7 separate regions of the Mus musculus genome follow, and regions 2, 3, 4, 5, 6 and 7 are each linked to region 1. A link is a contact called in public HiChIP or PLAC-seq and promoter capture Hi-C data. All regions are on one chromosome and are shown on one strand. Each heading gives the region's core, a stretch centred on a gene start, on an enhancer-like site or on the middle of the called end of the contact. The rest is flanking DNA. Distances are from core to core; before and after follow the strand shown. Region 1 holds the start of Ddit3 (DNA-damage inducible transcript 3). Region 2 holds the start of Pa2g4 (proliferation-associated 2G4). Region 3 holds the start of Bloc1s1 (biogenesis of lysosomal organelles complex-1, subunit 1). Region 4 holds the start of Sarnp (SAP domain containing ribonucleoprotein). Region 5 holds the start of Ikzf4 (IKAROS family zinc finger 4). Region 6 holds the start of Cdk2 (cyclin-dependent kinase 2). Region 7 holds the start of Pym1 (PYM homolog 1, exon junction complex associated factor).

The links. Promoter capture Hi-C pulls out the DNA fragments that hold promoters and counts their contacts. HiChIP or PLAC-seq counts read pairs in DNA pulled down with a chosen protein or histone mark. Capture Hi-C pulls out chosen DNA fragments and counts their contacts.
Region 2: a promoter capture Hi-C map of pre-B cells shows a contact between it and region 1, with 2.9 times the contacts expected there. The contact joins the promoter of Pa2g4 here to the promoter of Ddit3 in region 1. A contact is called at or near these places in 11 of 39 promoter capture datasets (the 3T3-L1 cell line, the C10 cell line, cranial neural crest and 7 more), 6 of 115 datasets of contacts at active chromatin or transcription factors (astrocytes, embryonic stem cells, epiblast stem cells and 2 more) and 2 of 9 other capture datasets (liver and macrophages).
Region 3: a contact with region 1 is called in a promoter capture Hi-C map of neutrophils, with 4 times the contacts expected there. The contact joins the promoter of Bloc1s1 here to the promoter of Ddit3 in region 1. A contact is called at or near these places in 2 of 39 promoter capture datasets (neutrophils and pre-B cells).
Region 4: a contact with region 1 is called in a promoter capture Hi-C map of adipose tissue, with 2.8 times the contacts expected there. The contact joins the promoter of Sarnp here to the promoter of Ddit3 in region 1. A contact is called at or near these places in 4 of 39 promoter capture datasets (erythroid cells, liver, neutrophils and 1 more), 1 of 115 datasets of contacts at active chromatin or transcription factors (astrocytes) and 1 of 9 other capture datasets (adipose tissue).
Region 5: a contact with region 1 is called in an H3K27ac HiChIP or PLAC-seq map of extraembryonic endoderm stem cells, with 4 times the contacts expected there. The contact joins the promoter of Ikzf4 here to the promoter of Ddit3 in region 1. A contact is called at or near these places in 1 of 39 promoter capture datasets (liver) and 3 of 115 datasets of contacts at active chromatin or transcription factors (double positive thymocytes, extraembryonic endoderm stem cells and stem cell-derived neural progenitor cells).
Region 6: a promoter capture Hi-C map of pre-B cells shows a contact between it and region 1, with 5 times the contacts expected there. The contact joins the promoter of Cdk2 here to the promoter of Ddit3 in region 1. A contact is called at or near these places in 9 of 39 promoter capture datasets (the 3T3-L1 cell line, 3T3-L1-derived adipocytes, the C10 cell line and 5 more), 2 of 484 Hi-C or Micro-C datasets (B cells and embryonic stem cells), 4 of 115 datasets of contacts at active chromatin or transcription factors (fetal liver, large pre-B cells, memory CD8 T cells and 1 more) and 3 of 9 other capture datasets (adipose tissue, liver and macrophages).
Region 7: a contact with region 1 is called in a promoter capture Hi-C map of pre-B cells, with 4 times the contacts expected there. The contact joins the promoter of Pym1 here to the promoter of Ddit3 in region 1. A contact is called at or near these places in 3 of 39 promoter capture datasets (the C10 cell line, neutrophils and pre-B cells), 1 of 484 Hi-C or Micro-C datasets (B cells), 5 of 115 datasets of contacts at active chromatin or transcription factors (CD4 single positive thymocytes, bone marrow-derived macrophages, embryonic stem cells and 2 more) and 3 of 9 other capture datasets (adipose tissue, liver and macrophages).

The regions. Positions count from the first base shown.
Region 1 is chr10:127,289,011-127,292,257 of GRCm38.p6, reverse strand. It overlaps Ddit3 (DNA-damage inducible transcript 3), which reads right to left and starts at 1,465. Exons shown (of 4, transcript NM_007837.4): 1 at 1,367-1,465. It overlaps Mbd6 (methyl-CpG binding domain protein 6), which reads left to right and starts at 3,240. Exons shown (of 13, transcript NM_001347171.1): 1 at 3,240-3,247.
Region 2 is chr10:128,564,134-128,567,199 of GRCm38.p6, reverse strand. Pa2g4 (proliferation-associated 2G4) reads left to right here and starts at 1,266. Exons shown (of 12, transcript NM_011119.3): 1 at 1,266-1,460. The coding sequence starts at 1,373.
Region 3 is chr10:128,921,732-128,924,856 of GRCm38.p6, reverse strand. It overlaps Bloc1s1 (biogenesis of lysosomal organelles complex-1, subunit 1), which reads left to right and starts at 1,333. Exons shown (of 4, transcript NM_015740.3): 1 at 1,333-1,482; 2 at 2,131-2,203. The coding sequence starts at 1,422.
Region 4 is chr10:128,820,032-128,823,169 of GRCm38.p6, reverse strand. Sarnp (SAP domain containing ribonucleoprotein) reads right to left here and starts at 1,406. Exons shown (of 11, transcript NM_025364.3): 1 at 1,199-1,406. The coding sequence starts at 1,234. Ormdl2 (ORM1-like 2 (S. cerevisiae)) reads left to right here and starts at 1,541. Exons shown (of 4, transcript NM_024180.6): 1 at 1,541-1,628; 2 at 2,656-2,909; 3 at 3,065-3,138. The coding sequence starts at 2,736.
Region 5 is chr10:128,644,222-128,647,433 of GRCm38.p6, reverse strand. Ikzf4 (IKAROS family zinc finger 4) reads left to right here and starts at 1,441. Exons shown (of 8, transcript NM_011772.3): 1 at 1,441-1,713. The coding sequence starts at 1,627. Gm26876 (predicted gene, 26876) reads right to left here and starts at 1,550. Exons shown (of 2, transcript NR_152728.1): 1 at 1,514-1,550.
Region 6 is chr10:128,703,489-128,706,589 of GRCm38.p6, reverse strand. It overlaps Cdk2 (cyclin-dependent kinase 2), which reads left to right and starts at 1,539. Exons shown (of 8, transcript NM_183417.3): 1 at 1,539-1,878; 2 at 2,587-2,664; 3 at 2,763-2,883. The coding sequence starts at 1,763. It overlaps Pmel (premelanosome protein), which reads right to left and starts at 332. Exons shown (of 11, transcript NM_021882.4): 1 at 232-332. The coding sequence starts at 304.
Region 7 is chr10:128,747,030-128,750,258 of GRCm38.p6, reverse strand. Pym1 (PYM homolog 1, exon junction complex associated factor) reads right to left here and starts at 1,804. Exons shown (of 3, transcript NM_001170869.2): 1 at 1,693-1,804. The coding sequence starts at 1,726.

The sequences.
Region 1 (3,247 bases), core at 216-2,715:
TGATCATTCCTCTGCTCAGATCCCCCAATGGCTTCCTGTTTCATGATTGTTAAAGATTAGCATCATGAGGGTGCTTGCAAGGCTCTATGAGACCGGCTGCTTGAGTTTCCTTTCATCACCCTCTCCTGCTTACTCTAGTCCTGTTCCTAAAGATACCGGCATGGCATGCTTATCTTAACTCTGTTGCTCAGCCTCTCCCTTCTATAAAGCTCTAACACCGGGGCTTGGCTCACAGGCTTGGCTTCTGATGACAACCTCTAGTCACCGCCCTGAACTATTCTGCCCTGCTTTTGTTTTTTTTTTCCCTTTTGCTTTATACTGAAATGTAAGTTTTATTGAGAACAGTTTTATCTTTTGCTCCTAATATACCCTGGGTCCCCAGATACTTGGTACATAGTGGGTGCTTATTAGGCATTTGTTAGGAATGAATGGGGAAAAAGCCCCTCCCCCAAGTTCCCTTATAGAGAATTAAGCCCACTGAGCCTAAAGGCAGAGCGGAGCTGGCTGTCTCTGGGGACTGCAGATGCAATATTGCCCTGAGTGTTTCTCTGCAGGGTTGTCCTCTAGGGAAAACTCCCTTGGTCTTCCAGTGTGTGGGACCTGGCTTTCATCAGCAGAGGAGCCCCAGGCCTGAGGGTGCAGAGACAAACAGTGGGCTGGCCTGACGCAATGGTTACACAGTTTAGTTAGGAGACGGGACTGAGGAAAGAAGCAGAGATCAATCAGCCCTGGGAGAAGCAGAAGACCCTGGAGAGATCCCAAATAATTTCCCATAGTTAAAGAGATCCAGGCTGCTCTCTTGTATGGAAACCTAGAAACCTCTGGGGAAAAGGGAAAAACCCATCTATGCTCCTCCCACCAGCACCCCCACTCGCAAAGATCTGTCAGTCTTCGCGTTCTCTTGAACTTGAGAGTCAGCTACTAACGTGGCCATGTTGGCCCCTTGACTGAGGCGCTTCAGCTTGAAAGAGTTGGGGGGAATGAGGCTGGTGAAGAAAAGGCTGAGACAGCCAGAGTCCCCGACTTTGGGGGTGTGTCCTGCTGCCCCGCCTTTCCTGCGAACTGCCCAGGCCTAAGCTGGCCCGCAGTTCGCACTACAGAGACAAGTTCCCGAAGGCAACCGGAGTCCCTCTGCAGAGTGGGGACCAACTCGAGACAAGGGAACGGGAATGCAATCGCCCAATGCAAGAGAGGGCCTGTAAGCACCATTCCTGAATCAGGGATTCCCGGCCTTCACCCTTCCCAGTCTACAAGCTTACAGTGGAAGGGGTGGGGCTACATCCTCCAGAACAGTTGTCTCCAACTTTATAAAATAGCTATGCTGGCCAGGATGGGAAGGTAAGGGTTAGACGGAGCCAGTACTCGCCTCTCTCCTCAGGTTCCGGCTGTTATTCTGGCTCTGTCGCTGCCACCCGCTCATCTTCAACATGATATAATCGACGTGTTAGGCTCAAGATAACTGACCTCAAGAGCGGAGAGCGAGTATCCTTTATGCTGTCCGGCCCCTCCTGGGGGGGGGGCAGGGTCCAGGAGCCTACCAATCAGAAAGCGGCACGCTGGCACTGGCTCCGCCTCATCCCTTACATCCGCCACTCAGGAGTCTCACGGCCCCACCCCCATCGCGCCCTCTGGCTTGAGAGTCTACGTTGTCTCGGACCCGGAAGTGGCTTTGGGTCACGCGGCTTCGCGGAGGAGGTGAGTGAGTCATGCGCGCGCGCGGAGGAGAGCGCGGCGAGGGAGGGGATGGGGGGGCGGGGATGATGCAATGTTTGGCAACCGGTGTCCGCGCGCGCACGCGCAGGGGACGTCGATGGTGGTGGGAGGTGCGGGAGGGGGGCTATGGGGGAGAGAGGAAAGAGGGCGGAGCGCCAGCTCCCAGTGTCCAACGGCCCCAACGGCTGTCCTTCCTGAACTTGTCTGCCCACCTCCCATCACCTTTAACTTACTCCTCCATGAAAGGCTCCCATTTTCCCTGGCCCCTCCCAGCTAATGGGCACCGGGGCTCTGGAACCTCTTTAAAGTTTCCAATTTGTTCACCTGGATTGACATCTCCTCGAATCTTTTAAGAGCTCTCCTCCTCTTTTAGCCTTCTAATGCGTCCCAAAGACTGAGTTCCTTGATAGTCCACCCGCTTCTCTCAGAGAGGCACCTTTAACGCTTGTTTCTGAATCGTCCATTACGTGCTAGGATTGAAGTTCTTTACAGAGTGTAGATTGCTGCCTCCTCCTCATCCCACCCCTGCTTTGTGTGATGCTCTTACGCCCTTCACTAAGCCCAGTATCCACCCTCTTCCTTCTCCGAGATAGCGAGTCCTGTGACTCCCTGCTGAGGAGCTGGCCTCCTGCCTCTAGCTGTCTGAGTTCACGACCTACAGTAGAGCCTGGGACGTGCATGCACTTGAACGCATGATTGCCCTGGACTGGGTCATCAGAGGAAACACAGATTCTAGTTTAATTTGTCCAAGGATTCTACCTTACTCATTTGTAAATTAAACAACGATAAAGGTAAAAAGCAGCTCTGTGGAGAAAACTTGAGTAAAAGTAAAAACATCTTGCAAAACGTATTTTTTTTTTTTTGTGCCATGAAAACAGAGGCCATGTGGTGGCCTATTACATAGTCTGTCGTAGACTCAAGAGGGGCAAGCCAGAGTTTAAGTAGAAACTGAACCAAGACCGGTTGCTATTGGATGGTGCGACGGTGACAGGTCCTTGGCCAGACTGCTCCTTCGCTCCAGACCTTCATTTCCCCTTCTGTTAGTAGAGGTGGGGGGTGGGTTGGACCAGATGGTCTCTCCTGGCCTAAAGACAGACCAGGTTGTCAGTGACAGGCAGAGGTCATGTGACTTGACAGGCTGAGGTCGTGTTGTGACATGTTGACCTGGAGAGGCGGGTCAAGTCTCTGCACACTACCCGGGAAGCCTTTGGGGCGGGGCAGGGCAAGTCGCGACTTTCATCTTTTAGGGCTGGCCCCTCCCGGACCTGACATTCCTGACTCCCCCAACAGATTGTGGCTTCGGAAGGGGCCCCTCCCGAGGGAGGACTGGGATTGGCCACCAGTGGCCTGGGAAGAGGCCCAGATCCTTCCGCGGAGGGCGGGTGGGGGGGGGCCGCGTGGGGTGTTTGTTCTCTTGGGGATTAATGGGGGGTTGTGGGGGAGGGGTAGGCGCGCTCCCGCATGCGCACTGCGTCCCCTCCTGTTGGCTCGCTGCTGTCCGCTGGGCGGGGGCCCGGCCCCGCCCCTCTCCCGT
Region 2 (3,066 bases), core at 17-2,516, 1.3 Mb before region 1:
TCTAGTCTTTTTCTTTTGTTTGTTTTTTCGAGACAGGGTTTCTCTGTGTAGCCCTGGCTGTCCTGGAACTCACTCTGTAGACCGGGCTGGCCTCGAACTCAGAAATCCGACTACTTCTGCCTCTCAAATGCTGGGATTAAAGGCGTGCACCACCAGTGCCCGGCTTTGCATTTCTAGTCCTTTCTACTAAAGGGTTTTTTACTGGGGATCCCTACAAAGGAACAAAAGTGTAAACAATTAGGAACAAAACCCTAACCCCCTGATTGTTGGGAGAAAATGAAAAAGCTCAAGCAAGCCTTGGGTTGTTTTTATTTTTTCCTACACAGGTTGGGTACTGAAAACTTGAAATGATGCAGAACTTTTTTTTTTTTGTTCGAGACAGGGTTTCTCCATATAGCCCTGGCTGTCCTGGAACTCACTCTGTAGACCAGGCTGGCCTCCAACTCAGAAATCTGCCTGCCTTTGCGTGCGCCACCTCATCCCGGCGATTCAGAACTCTTAAGAGTGACCAAATCCCTCATAAACGTTTCCCTTAGATGGCCCCCATCAAAAACCACGGCTGGAACAATAGTGCTATTTTATTCTAGTCTAGTAGGAAGTCTGGCCTTTTTCTATTAGCAGGCCATGGTACATGTATAATCACCCAGACTGTCCAGTTAGTGCTCGCTTCCAGCACCCTAGGACTTCCACCTCCGCTCAGCCCCTCCCAGAGGTTATCCCAGCACTGGAGGATTTGACCAGCCAGGCCGGTCGCGCCGGCCGACAGGGGAATCCAAGGCTACGCGCACGGGACAACCGCCCAAAACGTACACACACACCCACTGACCCTAGTCCTATGGCTCCAGGCTCCACCCTGTTCCACCCTGCCCAGCGGCCTCTCAACCCTTTTCTCCCTGTAGCTCCACCCCTCCCCGCTTGGCCCGCCCCTCGCTGTTACGAGCTCAGGGTCGGCGTGAATGAGAGGTTTTTCCCGGAGAGACCACGCTTTCCCTCAAGCTCCCCAACGGCTCCGCCTTCCCGCCGGGGCCAGACTCTTCCCAGCGTGCCCGGCGATTCCGGCGTGCGCAGACTTGGGAAGGCAAGTCCTCCCAGGGCCTGGCGGACGGGCGCGAGGAGCAGGCTGGGAATTGTAGTTCTAGAGCCCGCGAGGGCGGCTGGGAACTGGCCGACAGCAGGACTCATTGTCCCAGTGTGCCCTGCGCCTCAGCCCGCGCGCTCGCAGCTTCTCGCTCTCTCTGCCCGCCCTCCCGCTCCCTTGCTTGCTCGCGCTTTCCTCGCGGATCGAAGAGACTCTAGCTACAGCCTGTGGCTGGGAAGGGAGACGGAGGCCGCAGCTCAGGGAAAGTGAAGCTGCAGTAGTAGCAGTAGGAAGATGTCGGGCGAAGACGAGCAGCAGGAGCAAACTATCGCCGAGGACCTGGTCGTGACCAAGTATAAGATGGGGGGCGACATCGCCAACCGTGAGTGCGGCCTCGGGGGTCTTGGAGTCGAGGCTGAGAGGGAGAGGTTTGGGGCTCTCTCCGGAGGGCTGTGGCGTCTGGGTCTTGCCGAGTGAGCCACCGAGGGGCGCGTGCCGACTGCCGGGGGCGACGTGGTGGGGAGATCTGGTGTCGCCCTGGGGACTGAGCAGCCATGCCTGGGCTGGAGAGTGGAGGTGCGGGCCGGCGACCGCGAGGAGTACAGAGAGGGGCCCAGGCATGCTCCGACCCTGGGCGGTTGGTAAGGAGGCAAGGCGCGTCGTCTTCTGCCCATACCCTTCGGTCTGTCCGGATCTATGCTCCCGACTGGCAGCAGTGAGGCCACCTCGAAAAGGAAGCGGCCAGCTGTTGGCGACGGAAGCGCCCCTCTGCCAGTCGCGGCTCTTGACCCGCGGGAGCTGAGCCGGCACGTGTTGCCAGGTCCCTGTGTGCGGATCGATGGCTCCCCACTTCCTCTCCTACCGTGCTTCCCCACCACGTGCTTTGCTAAAGTCTTTACTTCAGGTCTTCTTAGTGGGGACCCCCTTCGCCCCTTGACCTAGCTCGAGGGGCCGTTGGAAGACACTTCTGGAGCTTCTAAAACAACCTGGCTTTCCTGTATGACCACTGCTCCGGTTTTTGAAGGCGGCCTTTAATATTTGTTCCTAGAGCCTCTACAGTGTTTTGAGGTTCTGCTTAGACAGCTGGGCAAGCCTGTCTATAATACTGAAAAGAAGTGGAGAGAGACACGGATTTTAGGATTATAAGCATTTCTTAAATGATCTTTACTCTCCTAACAGTTGTCTGCCACTTGGACAGATAACTTTACTGTTTTCTCTTTCCAGTTCTTTCCCTCCCTTACCCCCTTATTTTTGGGGCTTTCTGTGTAGCTTTGGCTGTCCTGGTACTCCCTTAGACCAGGCTGGCCTGAGAGATCCGCCCACCTCAGCGTTCCAGAGTGCTGGGATTAAAGGTGTGTGTAACCATGCCCGGCTCTTTAACATTTTAAAAATTAAAATTCACTTGATAAAAACTGTCTTAGACTTGGCAGTGGTGGCTCACGCCTTTAATCCCAGCACTTGGGGAGCAGAGGCAGGCGGATTTCTGAGTTTCAGAGAAACCCTGTCTTGAGGAAAAAAAAAAAACTGCCTTAGGCCTTTAGAATGGACTTGACAAAATACTTGGAAGAAGGTATTTAGGGTGTCTTTGGTTACATCTTAGTTCCTCTGGAATCCAGAGAATAAAACACATAAGAAATCATCAAACCTAGAATTCCCATGATCATAAAGACATACACAAAATGATAACCTTATTTGGGGTGATGTTTTAGTATTTGCTGTTGGTTTGAATCAGACAGAATCTCCAACCCCACAGGCAACTTCAGATAATAGTTTTGAAACTGGTTACATGTGATCTTGATATACTGGAAGTAAAGTTTTAGCCCTCTGAATCTTTAAGACCTTAGGTTAATTCCCCTGGGCTTATATACTTAGACATGGGGAAATACAGCCACATAAATTATGATTACTACTTTGTGTCTGGGGAGGGACGGAGGTAACATTTAACAATGCTTCAACTTTGACTCAGCAGTTCTCTACCTCCCCATTGT
Region 3 (3,125 bases), core at 84-2,583, 1.6 Mb before region 1:
CATACATACATACATACATACATACATAGATCAATCCTTCAGAAAGTCTATTTAATAAATAAATTTGGGATCAAGTTTCTTTTTAATTGGGAGTAGGAGACAGGGTCTTGCTATGTAGCCCAAGCTAATCTAGAACTCCCCATTCTTCCACCTCAGCCCCCTGACAGGTTTGCATCAGTATACCATACATGACAGTATTATTTACAAACTCTTCAATGCGGTTCTACTCTTTAGCCAGAGCTAAACATTAGTCTAATCACCTTAGTTTATTAACAATCAAACTAAAGCTCAGAATGGGTAAGAAAATTGACCAAAGTTTGGCCAGCATGTCTCCACATTCGTTTTTTTGTGGTCTGTGTGTTTCTGCTTTGAGACAAGGTCTCTCTACATATTGCTAGCTGCCCCAAAGTTTGTTCTGTAGACCAGGATGGCCTCAAATACACAGACATCCTCCTGCTTCTGCCTCAGGCCTGCTAGAATCAAAGTTGTGGGACACATGGTATGTCTGCACACTTGTAATGCACCCCTTAGCTCCGGTTACTTGTAGCGCTGGTGGATTCCTGGCCACCATGAAAAGCACAAGGAGCCTAGGGGACAGAGAGAGAGAGAGAGAGAGAGAGAGAGAGAGAGAAACAACAGCAATAAATTGATGGTGTTTATAATTTTTCTAGTTGGAATTAGTCCTGGAAGCATTCCTCCTTAGTCGGAGAAGCACTGTATAATTTACCTTTCACTTTGGCAGTAGCACTTACGCTTCTGCCACGACTAAAATGGGTTCGCATTCCCTGACCACAAAAGGACAGAGATAGATCTGCGCATTCACCACTCACTGCCCGCAACATTAGCAAAGCTCCCTAGAAGGCTGCTTGAGGTGCCTAAAATGCTGCTCTACAGTGATCACCCAGAGCTGAGAGAACCTCGGTGGAGAGGTGAGAAGACAAGAGGGCTGGGAAATAAGAGAAAGCATTCTCTTCTAGGGAGAGGAAGCTGGGAATCCACTGAGAATCGGCCGGCATTGCCAGGAGGTAAGGTGAGGGAAGGAGAAGAATTTCAATGAGTTCAGAGAGCTTCTGCTACCCTAGTAACAGAAGTGTAGTGGACAGCATCAGGACACCAATCCTCTCAAAACCCGACAGCCAGAGCATGTGAAAACTGACTCTTCAGCATGACTAAATGCGAAAAGTGTTCCTGACTCCAGAAACTGAGCCTCATTAGCGAACAGCTCACCCACCAAGCAACCAACCCTCCACTTCGCTCCTTTAGCTCCTCAATACCAACCACCAGATGCCAAAAGCAGAGGGAGGCTCTTGCGTCACGTGATACTGCGATCACGTGACGCCTTCCGGGTGAGCCAAGGCATAGTCCAGTTCCTGCAGCCTTAGGGAGGGGTCCGCCGTGCCCACACCCAGCCAGACTCGACCATGCTGTCCCGCCTGCTCAAAGAACACCAAGCCAAGCAGAACGAACGCAAGGAGCTGCAGGGTGAGCTCAGCGTCCGGTCGGTCGGCAGCTCCCGGCCGCGGCCTAGCTTCTTCCAGAGGCCTGGACCTCGGGTAACCTCCCAGATCAAGGAGAGGGCGCCGGCTAGCGGGCGACCCGAGTGCCGGGCAGGGAATTGGGGGCGGCACTTCTGGAAACTCCGTCCCCTTGCCAACCAGCCCTGGTCCCCTTGGCACCACTCGGGTCCCTGCGCCACCTCCCTCAATCCCGCCCAGGCGGCGCCTGAGTCCCGCCCCTGGAGCGCGAAACGCGTTGCCAATTGGCCCAGCCAGCTTCTCACCCCGGAAGTGGGAGGAATTGGGGACTGCCCAGTCTGCCACACAGCTAAGGCACAACTTTCCCCAGGCCTAGACTGGGAATCCTGGAGTTGCCAATCCATTGCCCAAAGTAGTGGAAAAAGGATGTCTAGGAAGAGTCCTGGGCGTACCTGATGGAGTGTCCATTCCCTTCTCAGGGCCCCAGTTTCTTTGCCTCCAAAATAAAGGGGTTTGTTTTGTTTATGTATGGAAGGTTCTTTTTAAGAGGTCTGGCATTAGTTGGCAGTTTCTAGAACAGTAATAAGTGCGTGAGGACCCATTAGCACCATCTTTCAAATACGAAGTCTGCTCCAACCCCTTTCCCCTTCCCCAGAGAAGAGGAGGAGAGAAGCTATCGCTGCAGCGACCTGCCTGACCGAAGCGTTGGTGGATCACCTCAACGTGGGGTATGAACCTCTTCCCTCAACTCCGGTTTCCTCCATCCACCCTGGTTACACAGCATCTGGGCCAGCTTTCAGAAGGACCCGGTGCTCCAGTAACTCCTCTGATCTGTCCCCTCCCCCTAATGTAACTTTGTGGAGACTTGAGTCAGCTTTCACTCTCTAACGCTGATGGGGGCGACAGCTGCAGTGGTTGGGAAAACAGAATTCCCCTCCCCACACTAACTTCCCTGGCACAACTTGATGCCATCTGGCCAACTCGACTAACCCTTATATGTCCAGCTGTCACTTGGGTGGGAGGGAAGGACAACCTCTTCCACCACGTACCCTCTTTCCTTCCTCACCTCCTACTCTCTGGAAAGCCTGCGAAACAAATGGCAGGAACAGGATGGCACAGCTGGTAGAAGTAAGGAAGAGCCTAAGCCAAGAGCTGTGACAAAACCAGGCTGTCTCTTCCTTTCCTTCTGGGTCTCCAGGGACCCTTCCCCCAACCTTAACCCTCAATGAGAAGACCAGTGGTATCCAAAGACTTGGAAAGATTCCCTGGCCCTGCATGACTCATAAGAGTGCAGAGATGGTGATCTGATTGTCTATGGGAAGAAAGGAGGCACATACTATGCCTTCCGCCCAGGGCGAGTGACAGGCTTGGTTGCAAATCCAGAGACTGATTCATCCAAGGGAGTCATGCAGGGTTAGGGTCATCAACCATTACTCATCTTGAGGGGAGATTAGGGGGAAGAATGGCTGTGGTTGGGGGCTCTGGTCTCCTTTGTCTCCAGACAGCTCTCTCCTCCTCTTCTCTGGTGTTCCCACACTGGCACATCCTTTGCTACATTTGTGACGCTGGCCAGACTTCTTTCTGTTTACTTGCTAGACGCCACCCCACATTCGAAGCTTAGAGGGCACCTAAGCCAAATCCTGATTAGAA
Region 4 (3,138 bases), core at 157-2,656, 1.5 Mb before region 1:
CATAAAAGGAATTACTGTCCTTACAGAATAATAATTGAAGGGCAAGTCTACATACAAGAAAAGAACCTCGGGTTACCAAAATGTACAACTCAATAGATCCTGTGGTTCAAGAATGTTATCAAGAAGTGACACCAAGGCATCCTGAAAAGATGTCTCAGTTGTGAAGAGCATTTACTGCTCTTCAGGACCCAAATTATTCTACTCTCAGCACCCACATCAGGCTGCTCAAAACTGCCTGTAACTCCAGCTCCAGGGGATCCAACACCCTCTTCTAACCTCCAAGAGCATGCATCCATCATATACTCACACAGACACACGGAAATAACAAAAATAGACCCAAAAAGGGAGTTGGGGGTGACATCAAGAGAGCTGGGATCCTTCCCAAAGGTTAAAAGGACAAACAAAATCCTAAGGTTTTCAAACATACTTCATACACCTCTCATATTACAGCTATCTACCCTACACGTTCTCTCTCTAGAGGTAGGATAGTCAGGGGAGGGAGGGCAGGTCATTGAGAACCTCCTGAGAAAACTCGAAAAACTTTTAGGATTGATGTGTTTGCCATCTTACAACCTTTTGGAGAAGCCTCTACCCCAGGTTTCCACCGAGAAACCTATCTTAAGGCCTCTCCTCTCCTTGATTTTAAAAATTCGAGTGCGGGGTCTTAACCCCACCTTGTTAAAAGAGAACGGAAGCACTTTCTGGGTTATGTTTGGGACATATTCAGCAAAACATGCAAAAATGCCACTATATGTTAACTGAGGAATTCCAGCTTTGGGACAAGAGGAGTGACTACATCAATCCGTTGGGGGGCGGGGGGGACGGACAAACAAACCATAACTTTGGGTCAGCATGGGACACGGGGGAAGGACCACTGACGTAATGAAGATTAAATGAGAAAGGGGTATAAAAGATAGAAGGCGCTTCACAGCCGAGCAGGGAAGGGTGGCAGGTAATAAAAACAATGAGAAGAACAGGTAACAGCAGGTAAACACCAGGTAACGATAGCGATAAATTACTGAGGAGAAACGAAGTTCAAGGTAGGCCTAAGAAAGGAGGCACAAAACAACAACGGGAGCCAGGAAAGAAGTGTAAGCGGGCGCCTGACAGGAAAACACGTGGAATAAGGCCGCGCAGGGCCCCGCGTAGAATTTAGGCTCCAGGAAACCCCACCTCAGCCTTCCCCGCGTAACGGTACCTTCAGCTTGTGGAGCTCCACCGTCTCGGCCGCCATCTTGATGCGCCTCAGTCCACCGGACCCCCACCGCTGGCCCCCACCTCAGGCGCTTAGGCTCATCCAACCAATCGCTGTTTCTCTTGCTCCCACCTCACACCAACGGCTCTTCCCATTAGTCAGCGGCGGCGGCGCTCTCACGCCTCTTGGCCACTTTCCACGGCTCTCTAAAAAGGTGGATCCAGGGGAGGGCGGGGTTTGCATGGCCTAACGAGAGAAAAGGCGACCAATTGTACGTCTCCATTGCGTAACCAACCAATGATTGGGGACAGCGCGGATTCTGTTCCGCCAATAGGGAGAGCGCAGACAGGGCGAAAGTCGGCCACTTCCTGGAGACCACAGGTGTAAGAGCCAGCGCTGTGCCCCAAGCCGGACGGGCTCCTGAAGCTGGCAGGTATGGGCCCCGTGAAACTTTAAAAAGTTACAGAGAGAAATCGGTGGGAGTATTGGGAAGGGCGGCGAAACGACAACCTTAGATTCGAGAGATCCCGTGAAGAAAGTGACATGCGAAACTGGGACTCTGGGAGGAGCATGGGCGGACTCTGTAATTGATTTGGGGAATTGTGGGACAGGCAAGAGCGGGTTAAAACAAACAAAACAAAAAACAAAAGTAGGCATTAGAGCTTGCAGAAGTTTAAAAACTAAAACCGCTCCTAGAAGGGAAGGACTCCCATTTCTTGAGGGACTGAGCTCAGACCCCTTCCTAGACTAATTTAAAAATTGGGTAAGTTTTTGCAGCGCCCCACGTTCAGTGAAGGGATGAAATTGCTTGGCTGCTGACAATGCCAAGCGGGTGAGAGACAGGATGGACAAGCCCCAGGAAAAAAGGATGGGAACTAGAGGTAGCTTTACTCTCAGTGCCTTCTTTATTGGTCCCTTGATTAACTGAATAGCTTTCTTGTGGAACTCTGGGTATGTGTGACCTCTTTATAATTCACTAACTTCCTCAAGAAAGTAAATTAAAATACTCCCGATTCCTCCGATCCTTCAAATAGGTCTCACAGTCTAAACTTACTGCTTTATATTTAGTTGAAATGTAAAGATCTGAGTAAAAACCCCACTTGTGTGAGTATACACACTAACAACTGAAGGTACGGAAGTCAAAAGACAGCTTTCCGGAGTTGGTTATCACCTTCCACTGCATGGGTCCTGGGGATCCAACTCAGGTCTTTAGGCATGGTGACAAATACCTTTTCCACCTTAGTCATTTCGAAGACCCTCTTGCCTTTTTGTTTGTTTTGGAGAAAGGTCAAACAGTTCTCATGCCTCAACCTCCTAAATTCAGGGATTACAAGCATGAGCCACCACACCCAGCTGCTTCACCTCTTCTCAAGTTTTAACAAAGTGTTCAGTTTTTCCTTTTTTTGCATGGTAGGGAAATTCTTTCATTCCCAAGACTTCAGGGGATTTTGGCTTTTCAGGAGACAGCTGGGGAACAAGCTCAATCAGGGCTAATGAGGAGACTGAGTTGGACTCCTGCCTGATCCCTCACTGTGGTAGGATGAATGTGGGGGTGGCACACAGCGAAGTAAACCCCAACACTCGAGTGATGAACAGTCGGGGCATCTGGCTGGCCTACATCATCTTGGTAGGACTGCTGCATGTGGTTCTCCTCAGCATCCCTTTCTTCAGCATTCCTGTTGTCTGGACCCTGACCAACGTCATCCATAACTTGGTGAGCACTAAACCAAACCCTGTACCCAACCCAGGTCTATCCCAACCAAAACAAAACAAAGTCACCAGCTGTTCGGGGATTTATGTCTTCCTTTTGGGATCTTGACCCAAAGGACTACTTCCTACCCCTTATACTGTCCCTTTCCCTCTTCCCAGGCAATGTATATCTTCCTACATACAGTCAAAGGGACGCCCTTTGAGACCCCTGACCAAGGAAAGGCTCGGCTTTT
Region 5 (3,212 bases), core at 192-2,691, 1.4 Mb before region 1:
TGACATTAGGTCTAAAGAATGCCCCCTTCAGGGCCAGACATGGCCAAGAGGGTATATAATAGGGCATGTAAGAACCCATTTTTGACCTCCATCCCTCTCCTGGGCTGATCCGAAAGCAGAGAGTTGTCCCCAGTGTCTGGTTTTTTACTGGCCCTTTCTCAGGTCACCGCCTCCCCCACTGGCCACCTGATAAAGAGAGGAGGCCTCTCGTTCTACTAAGGGATGTTACCATCTCATAGAACCTGATTCTGAAAGCACACGCCCCCCAACTTCCTTTCTAAAAGTACAGATAATTCCCATGGGAAGAAATGGGGGAAACGAGAGTCCACTAATTTACAGCACAGATTTCCACCCTACCCACCACAGACACTGAAAACAGAAACTGAGTTGCTCAAATCAAATGGAGCAGAGCTTATCCTGGTGCCCTGAAACATTTAAGAGAACCTGAGGAGAGAGAGGTGCAAGGATTGGCAGCCCAAAGTTTCATGGCCCCTCCCATCCCAAATTCTTGGAATCAGAAAATGCAGTCTTCCAAAGTAGGTCAGCTCAGCAGTGAACAGTTCCTCTGGAAGGAAAGCGAGCAAGAGCCTTCTCCTGATAGAGGACAGGATTCATCCAGGACTCCTGAAGCCAGAGCCCCAGAGGCACGGGAGAGAGGGAAGACAGGGAGACCCAACCAGGGATTAGAAAAAGCTCAGGGTCCCAGATCTCCACTAGTCAGTGATGGGAAGGGGGATTGTCAGAAGGAGAGGCAGATGGAAAGGAGCCTGAGTTTGCTAGGGGAGGAGCCTTCTGCCACTTCTAGATCCTGGAGGCTGCCCCTGTGTCCCGGGCCCCATGACCTGTGGGGCCTTGGCTTCCCTAGCTGGCAGAGGATTGGGCCTTCCCTGGGACACCCCCTTCCTCCTCCCCACAAGCCTGCGGCTCTCCTCTCTCTCTCTCTCTCTCTCTCTCTCTCTCTCTCTCTCTCTCACACACACACACACACACACACACACACCACACACACATACACTTGCCCCCCTCTCAAGCATTTGTTTTGTAGCTCCTCTTTGTCTGTTGGGCAGGAGGGCAAACACATCTGCCTACCCTCCCTCTGCACCCCCACTCCCTGTGCACCCCCATTCCCACCTCTCCACTGTCTTGGAAAAGGGATGCTGTAGCCTAGCGCGCGCGCGCGCACACACACACACACACACACACACACACACACTGGTACGTTTTCTCCTGCCCCCTCCCCAAGCGCATCCACGCCTCCCTCCCTCCCTCTCTCTCTCTCTCTCTCTCTCTCTCTCTCTCTCTCTCTCTCTCTCTCTCCTGTCTCTCTCTCCCTCTCTCTCCCTCTCTCTCCCTCTCTCTCCCTCTCTCTCCCTCTCTCTCTCTCTCTCTCTCTCTCTCACACACACACACACACACACACACACACACACACACACACATACACACGAGGCTCTCAGCACATACACCCTGGGCTGAGCGGTTCTGCCGGCTGCAGCCGTGGGCCCCTGCTCACCGTGCGGCTGCCACTGCCTGCGAAATGACGGCGGTTCCCCTCACTTCCAGGAATCCACGCTTCCTGGAAGGTGAGTGGCTGGGCTCACCCCTGCCTGCCACCGAGACGCAGACATGCACACACCACCCGCACTCCCTCGCCGTTTCCAAGGCGGCGGCCGCGTTCGCACCCCAGGGTCTCACCGGCAAGGGAAGGATAATGTAAGTTCAGGCAGAAGGCGGCTAGCGGAGGGGGGGTAGGGGGGTGATGGGGCTAGGGAACCAATTCAGTAACAACTCCCAAGCCTGAGGAGAGGGAGAGGACGGGGGCTGTGTGTATAGCGGGGGGGGGGAGGGGGCGTTCCTCCTTACACTTGGGGAGGATGGGAAAGGGTGCTTGGTGTTGCTAAGCGAAGACCGTGACTTGGACAGTGGGAGCTTGTGGTGACATCTTGATTAGGCCTTGGGGACAGAGGTAGAGCAGCCAGGGGTGGAATACCGAAACAGGCCTGGGTGGGAATGGAGAGTAGAAAGACCTGAGATGGGAAGAAGAGCTTTGACGGCAGATGCTTCAGCCTGGAACCGACATGTGAGGGGCCTCAGCCTCCTGCCCACAATAGAGAAGAGCCGGGGGTGGCAGTCTTTCTTTGCTCGTGCACTGACTGGTCCCTGATAGCAGGCTAGCATCCTGCCACCTGGAGCCCATGGTCAAGAAGAGAAAGCTGGAGAAAGATATCCCTTTCAGAGAAGTGCAGCGGCTTGCAGAGCTCCAGGCTATTCCCCAGAGGCAACCACTCAAGGGATCCAGGAGAGGGCCGGTCTCTTTCGGTGTGTGAGACCGCTCAGCTTAGTGGGACTGCTCCCCATCCCTTCCCCGCCTTTCTGCCCTTTCTCCACCTCCTAGTTGCTTTGCTGTGGACCTCACGATTTAGCTTTGCTCCCAGAAGGTTCAGCCAATCTACGATGGCTTTGACCAAGAAAATGTCTCTGATACCTGAGAGCAGCCTTAATTCTTGGCTTTGACAGTCTGAGATTTCTTGGAAGTCCCAGGCATTTGAAATTCCCTCACTGGGGTTTCCGAGGCTGAGAGGGGAAACGAATGAGTTTCCCAAATCTGACTTTGTCCCCGTCAGCCTCAGGCTAGAAGTCTAAGTCTCTGGAGCCTCACAAAGACCCTCTGGCCTTTGACAGAGATTCCTTCTTAGATTTTAGTGCCATGAAAGTAGACTTGAGTGTGTTTTCCCTCTTGCCTTTATCCTAGGGATGACAGCAGCATCAAAGAGCCTCTGGAGTTACTGGTGCGCCTTGAGGCACCTGCCTTTCTCTCCTGTTTCCAGCCCTTCATTGGGAGAGCCACAAAGAATGCTTTTCCCTCAGTGTCCCTGAGCTTCCCTTTAAGAATATTGTCTCCCAGAAAGCTAGCTCCTAGTCGTAGAGACAGCCTCAGCTCCAGGAGACTGGGCCAGATATGGATTTCCAAGAAATTCACTCATTTTAGAATCAGCAGGTCCCTTCTTACTAATACTGGGTGCTTTGTAGTAGGTCAGCACTAACCTTTGAAAAGAACAAGAAACTGGGTGTGGTACATGCACGCAATCCCAGTACTCCAAAGGCTGAGGCAGGAGGATTTTGAGTTTACTTAACCTTTTTTGACCTATCTAGCCTCAGTAAACTCAGTTGAAAGGGCACGTGTTAAAACCGGACCTGAATCTACAAGTCTT
Region 6 (3,101 bases), core at 290-2,789, 1.4 Mb before region 1:
GGTAGATGAGGAGTTTGAGTTCATCCGTGGGTACACAGTGAATCTGAGGCTAGCCTGGGCTACACTGGACCTTGTCTTGAACAAATAAAAAAACCAAACAAAACCATATCTTCACTAAAATCAAATAGGACAAGCCTAAAGTATTTTGACTTGTCTGATTAGAAGGGGGAAACCCAGAGCTGGTGTTCAATTGCTAATAGCACTTGCTCCTGACCACCCACCCACACTCACCTTCTAGGGCCCCCACAGCCAGCAGAGCACTCAGCACAAGCACGGGAAGGAAGCTCCTTCTCTGGACACCCATAGTGGTCCTCTTGCCAGCAGCCAAAGGTACCAGGGGGTGGGAGCGAGCCCCTATATAGAAAGGGATGGTCATTTGCATAGGCCTTCCTCCTCTCCCTCCAGAGGAGGGGAAACCTGGGAAGAAGGAAAGGGCCAGAACTGATTTCATCCCACACAGCTCAATGACAGTTTCTGGTTTCGCTGGGTCACATTCACTGACACACTTATTCTGGAAAGAGTTCACTGATGGGCAGCCTCAATTCACATACTTAACAGTCACAATTCAGCAAGACAGAGTGAAGAGAATTGTGTCAAACCAAGAGATCCTTAAGACAGAAACAGCACCTTTATCCAAAAGCATCCAGAAGGGGCTGGGAGGGTAGATTGCCAGCAATAAAACAACACAGGCAGCCAATGAACCCCGAAACAGTGAGACAGTATTAAGCTAGGCTGAGAAACGACTCTATTATCTAGCCAAAGAATCCTTTACAATAAGAGTCCCGATTTTCCAGCCTGGACTAGAGTTCCAGGACAGCCAAGATTACACAGAGAAACCTTGTCTCAGAAAAATAAAAAGAAAGCGGAGGGAGGCGAGAAGGAGGGAGTGTGTGTGGGAGAGAGAGAGAGAGAGAGACCGGATTTTGTGCCCCACATGGAGACCGAGACAAACGGATCTCTGTGAGTTCGAAGACAACCTGGACTTTTGAACGCATTCCAGCCAACAAGGGCTGCATTATGAGATGTTTCCAAAAAGCAGGCGAGAGTGCTGGAGAAACAGCACCGCTGTTAAGAGCGCAAGCCGCTCTTGCAGAAGACCAGAGTTCAGCTCCAGCACCCAAGTTAGGCTCACGACCGCCTAGAACCTCAGCTCCAGGGCACCTGCTGCTTCTGTGAAAACTTAAATGCAGACACACAGACCCACACACCATTTAAAATAAAATACATTATTCTTTTTCTTTTAAAGATTCCCAGGTTTTGCTTTTTAAAAGAGACTCTCTTGTCCAGGTGGAATTTTAATCTCACCCAAGGGGTGGTGAAAATTGTGAGGGAAAGGTAAGGAAATCCGTAGACCAGAAACACCACCAGTTCCGGCCTGCGGAGCCTAAACCAGGAACTGCGGGAAAGTTGTGCAGCTGCCCCGCGGCTCGCCCGCCCAGGGCGGGGCCTCTGAGGCGGGAGCGCGATGGTCCGGTCCGCCCTCGTGACGTGAACCAATCGGAAGGGCGGGGGGCGGGGCCAGGGAAACGCGGGAAGGAGGGGCGGGGTCTCGGATGGCCGTCTGGAGCAGTGGGGGAGGCGGCAACATTGTTTCAAGTTGGACAAATTGTCAAGGGCTGAGCTCTCCTTGCGTTCCATCCCGAGCTGGGACTGCCGTGCTCACCCGGGGTCCCCCAGGTCCTCCGCTCCGAGTGTCGGGCCCGCTTTCGTCAGGGTTCCCGGGCCCCGCTCCCGGGGGCCTGAGCCGCCTCACTAGCGCTCCATGGAGAACTTCCAAAAGGTGGAGAAGATTGGAGAGGGCACGTACGGAGTGGTGTACAAAGCCAAAAACAAGTTGACGGGAGAAGTTGTGGCGCTTAAGAAGATCCGGCTCGACACGTGAGTGGCCTCCGGAGCCGGAACTCCTTTGCCCGGACCTCTTGGCTGTCCCCCTCCCAACCCCCTACCCCAACAGGCGGGTAGCGTCCCCGGACCGGAAGGTAGCGGGGAGGGAGGGAGGGACGCGTGAAGCGAGCGGTGGGTTGGCCGACCGTGGAGGCTCTACCGGAGGAGACTGTCCGGGGCTGGAATCCAGGGGAAAGTTTCTTGCAGTGCTCCAGCCGGTGTGCTCCCAAATCTGCTAGCCGAGAGACTTGGGAAGAGAAAGTTGTGGGGTGGGAGCCCGGGATAGGAGGGGTCCAGGGCTGTTCGTGGAGTTGGGTTATGTGGTAACCAGAGAAAAGTTCCTTTCTGAATGGAGAGCTCTCCTCACTGCTCCAGCACCATACTTAGAACCCTCACTCTCTTTCAAAAGAATGGCAGTTGAGATTCACTGGCCCTCAGGGGAGGCCGGGAGCTACTCTCACCCCACTCCCCTATTACCTTTCTTCTGCTTTTCATTCACCTGGAGGCTCTTCTTACCTTTCACTGGAAAAAGAGGAAATAATGGCCTTAAATATGTCTAAAAGCCACACCCTAACTACCCAGAAATTAACTCCTCACAGCACCTCTCCTGTCTGCCTTCCTAAGGGGGCTGGGGGTTGTGTATCCCTGAGAGAATGATGTTTGTAACCGTATTCTTGTCTCTGTTTTCCCAACCTCTCCAAGTGAGACTGAAGGTGTACCCAGTACTGCCATCCGAGAGATCTCTCTCCTTAAGGAACTTAATCACCCTAATATCGTCAAGTAAGTCTGCTCTGAGAGATGATCACTATGACGAATTCTGCTTGCTTAGCCTCAGAATTTCTCTCCTTCAACTCCATTTCCTGGACCTTCTCTTGCAGGCTGCTGGATGTCATCCACACAGAAAATAAGCTTTATCTGGTTTTTGAATTTCTGCACCAGGACCTCAAGAAATTCATGGATGCCTCTGCTCTCACGGGCATTCCTCTTCCCCTCATCAAGGTAACCCTGTTCAGTGACAGCCCACAAATTTTAGGGAAAACTAGAGGCAGGTAATTCAGTCTGGTAATTTATTTTGGCTTTTTCTCAGACTTCAGACACTCCACCTTCTCCTACTCATTAGTCATTAACCCTAGGATGGACAGAAGAATCAAAATTGAGGAGCTTCTATGAGCCGGCAGCTCAGGTGGAAGGAGATCAGATAACACTCAGATAAAGGA
Region 7 (3,229 bases), core at 555-3,054, 1.5 Mb before region 1:
GATCTCGTGCTCAGGAACGAGGGGGTTCAGAGCATTCCCAAGCTGCTACAGACAGAATAACAAAAATAAAAACAAAAGGGCTAGAGAGTTGGCTCAGAGGTTAAGAGTGGCTACTGCAGTGGACCGAGGACTTGGGGGTCTGATTCCCAGCACCGACATAGTGGCCTACAGCTCAAACTCCAGCCTCAGATCTAATAGCTCTTCTGACTTCTGTGGTCTCCAACCACACAAATGACGCACAGACATACACACAGGCAAAACATTCACACACACAAAATAAGTCTTTTAAAAAAACAAACAAAAAAACATAATCTGTGGGCAGTAGATAGGAACACTGCCGTTTTGCTAAAATTGCATTTGAAAAGCAGAGAGGCAAAAGAACAGCTTATTTTCCTCTTCTACAGAGCCACAAAGAACAGAAACTATCTCTATAGCAGGGCAGGGGCCAGATGGAATATAAAAAGAATAAGAAGGTACACATTAAAAGCTGCAAACTGCCTGTCATGGTATTAGACGCCTTTAATCCCACAACTTGGGAAGCAGAGGTAAGTGGATCTCTATGAGTTCAAGGCCAGCCTGGTCTACACAGTGAGCTCTAGGCCAGCCAGGGCCACATAGTGAGATCACATCTGGGGATTGGAGTGTTAAAGATGAAAGTTGCTTTTTAAAGGTTGGGCACAGTGGCTCATGCTTTTAATTTTAATAAGGAACATTTAAAGCAAACCAAGAAGCATAAATGGCACATTTTAAAACACACCGTGCATTACCGCACAATCACAGGATCACTTCTACAAAACCCTAGTCACATATGAAGACCAAGATGAAGGCTACAAAAACAGTCACCGGGTACTTGCACTACGTCTTCCAAATATCTATTTGATCATCTCGAAGTCAATATTGCACATTATCCTAAAGACAAGGCAACTACAAACAAGACAAAAACATAAAACCGATTCTCAGCTTCACACACAAACAGCTGACTTCCAACATTTCAGACAGCTCGACTGAAGTGCTACTCAACCTTTAAGAAATCATGGGGTTCTATCAATTATCAAAGACGTTGAGAGAAAGGCCAGTAGATACTTTCCTGTTTGTTTTCTCCCACTTTAAATGGAAAACTCCACCAAGGAGAAAAGTCAAGTTGAAAGTTAAATTCCTCTTCCCTTCACACGTCTGGATTTCAGTGACACCCACCCCCACCCCCACCCAATGAAGATGGGGCAAAGAGTGAAGAAGAAAGCACTATGTAGCAATGAGATCATCAGCAGACACAGCCCGGAGAGAAAGAATGAAAACAGGGAAGGGTAGAGAGCAGGTACAACAGTAAGAAATGGGGGAGGGAGAAAGGGGGTTGGAATTGGAGGGAACTGAGCACAGGAGCCCATAATGCTGGAGAACCTTGCAAAGGTACGGGACTCCAACAGCTAGAAAGAGCTGAAGCGCCTAAGGGTCCCGGAGCAGGGGACATTGGAGGACCCCAGGGTTTGGGAGACCGGAAGCAGAGACCCCCCCCAAAAAACACGAGACCAGAAGGGGGCGCAGGTAACAACCCAAAAGGAATGAATGGGGAAGGCGGTACGGGGGCGTGGCAAAGGAGGAGCCCCGGGATGGGCGTGGCACAAACCCTTTTCCAAGTCCGAACCCCTAACCCAAGAATCCCGGGAGAGGCGGCTCCGCGATCCCCGCACTCACCGCCGGTCTCGTCAGTTACATAGGGAGTCGCCATCTTGAGAACCCGAACCACTTCCGGCGTGAGCGGGCTGGGGTCCCGCCCCCCTCCCCGCCGGAAGTGGAGTCCTCATCCTAGCAAGCCACCATTTTAATCTTAAAGAGAGACTGCACCATTTCTCTGACGCGGGAGGCGGAAAAGGCGAGTGTAAGACGCTCACAGTCATGGGCTCTTAGACTACCACCGACGCCACTGTTGACCTCCTGATGTATATAAAACAATCCCTAGGGCTCGGAGAGAAGTTTGGGCATAAGCCTTATCCCAGACAGTCCTCGCAGGCTCAAGGCCCACCGGGACCCAGCAGGAAAGCTGGTAAAAGAGGAAAGGAATATGCAAGGCCCCTCGCCTGCACCAAACCCTAGGGCGCGTGTTGGCATGGGCAAAGAAGCCCCAGGGATACACGAAAACCCGGGCTAACACTTAAAAGTGGGCAGGTCTACTCGGCACGCCGACCACTCTCGGCCGCCCAGGTTAACTGATCAGAGACCTACGAAGGGGTGCGCAAAGATCGGCGCACTGCGAGTCGGTCACCTGTCCCCGTGGCCTCGGGGGTGCTGGCGGTTTCCATGACTGAACTGGGGCGGGCAGCCCTGGGGATTCAGCGGCCGGCGAGGTAACTTCTTGGCCTGCTGCTCAGTACTGGATCCTCTCGGGTCAGAGGGCACGGGGTGAAGGCTTTTGGGGCGGACCCAGTCAGTATTCTAATTAGCCGCGCCCCACACTTCGGATTAGCTTTGGCTACCGCGAGCAGTTCCACCCTTAAATCTACCGGGACAGTGAGGCCACTCCCTTTGTTAGGTTGTGCCTTGTTCTTGGAAGGAGCGCCAAAGCCCGGTCCGGTCCCTCCCCTCCTCCATCAGCAATTTAGTTCCTCTGGGGCTAAATCCTGTTAAACTTGTTTCCTCTTCTGTCAGGAAGGTGCTGGCTCAAGCTCCTCTCCTCAGGTGTCTGCCCTCCTCCTACAAAGCTTTTTCCTTAACTCTTTCACCCTCTTCTATTGCCCAACTTTGGCTTACACTAACGTCCAACAGTGCCTCTCAAATTGAGAAGTGGGGAAATATTAGTACTTCAGTAGTAGACAATATGTTCTACTTTAAAACAAAACAACCGAGCAGTGGTGGCGCACGCCTTTAATCCCAGTGGAGGCAGAGGGAGGAGGATTTCTGAGTTCGAGGCCAGTCTGGTCTACAGAGTGAGTTCCAGGACAGCCAGGACTACACAGAGAAACCCTGTCTCGAAAAACCAAAAAAAAAAAAAAAAAAAAAAACCAAAAGGAAAAAAAAAAAAAAAAAAAAGAAACAAAACAGGCTAATAAGAACCTCAACTAAGTTTTCAAAAGCTCACACATTGTCCTCCTTGCAATTCTCCCAGCTTTAACCTCTCTCCTTTCAATTCAAGTCTCAAAATGACTTTAATGCTATTTGCATGCACTACATGTTTTTACACGTGTATACTTCTTTCTTTTCTTTTCTTTTTTTTTTTTTTTTCGAAACAGGGTTT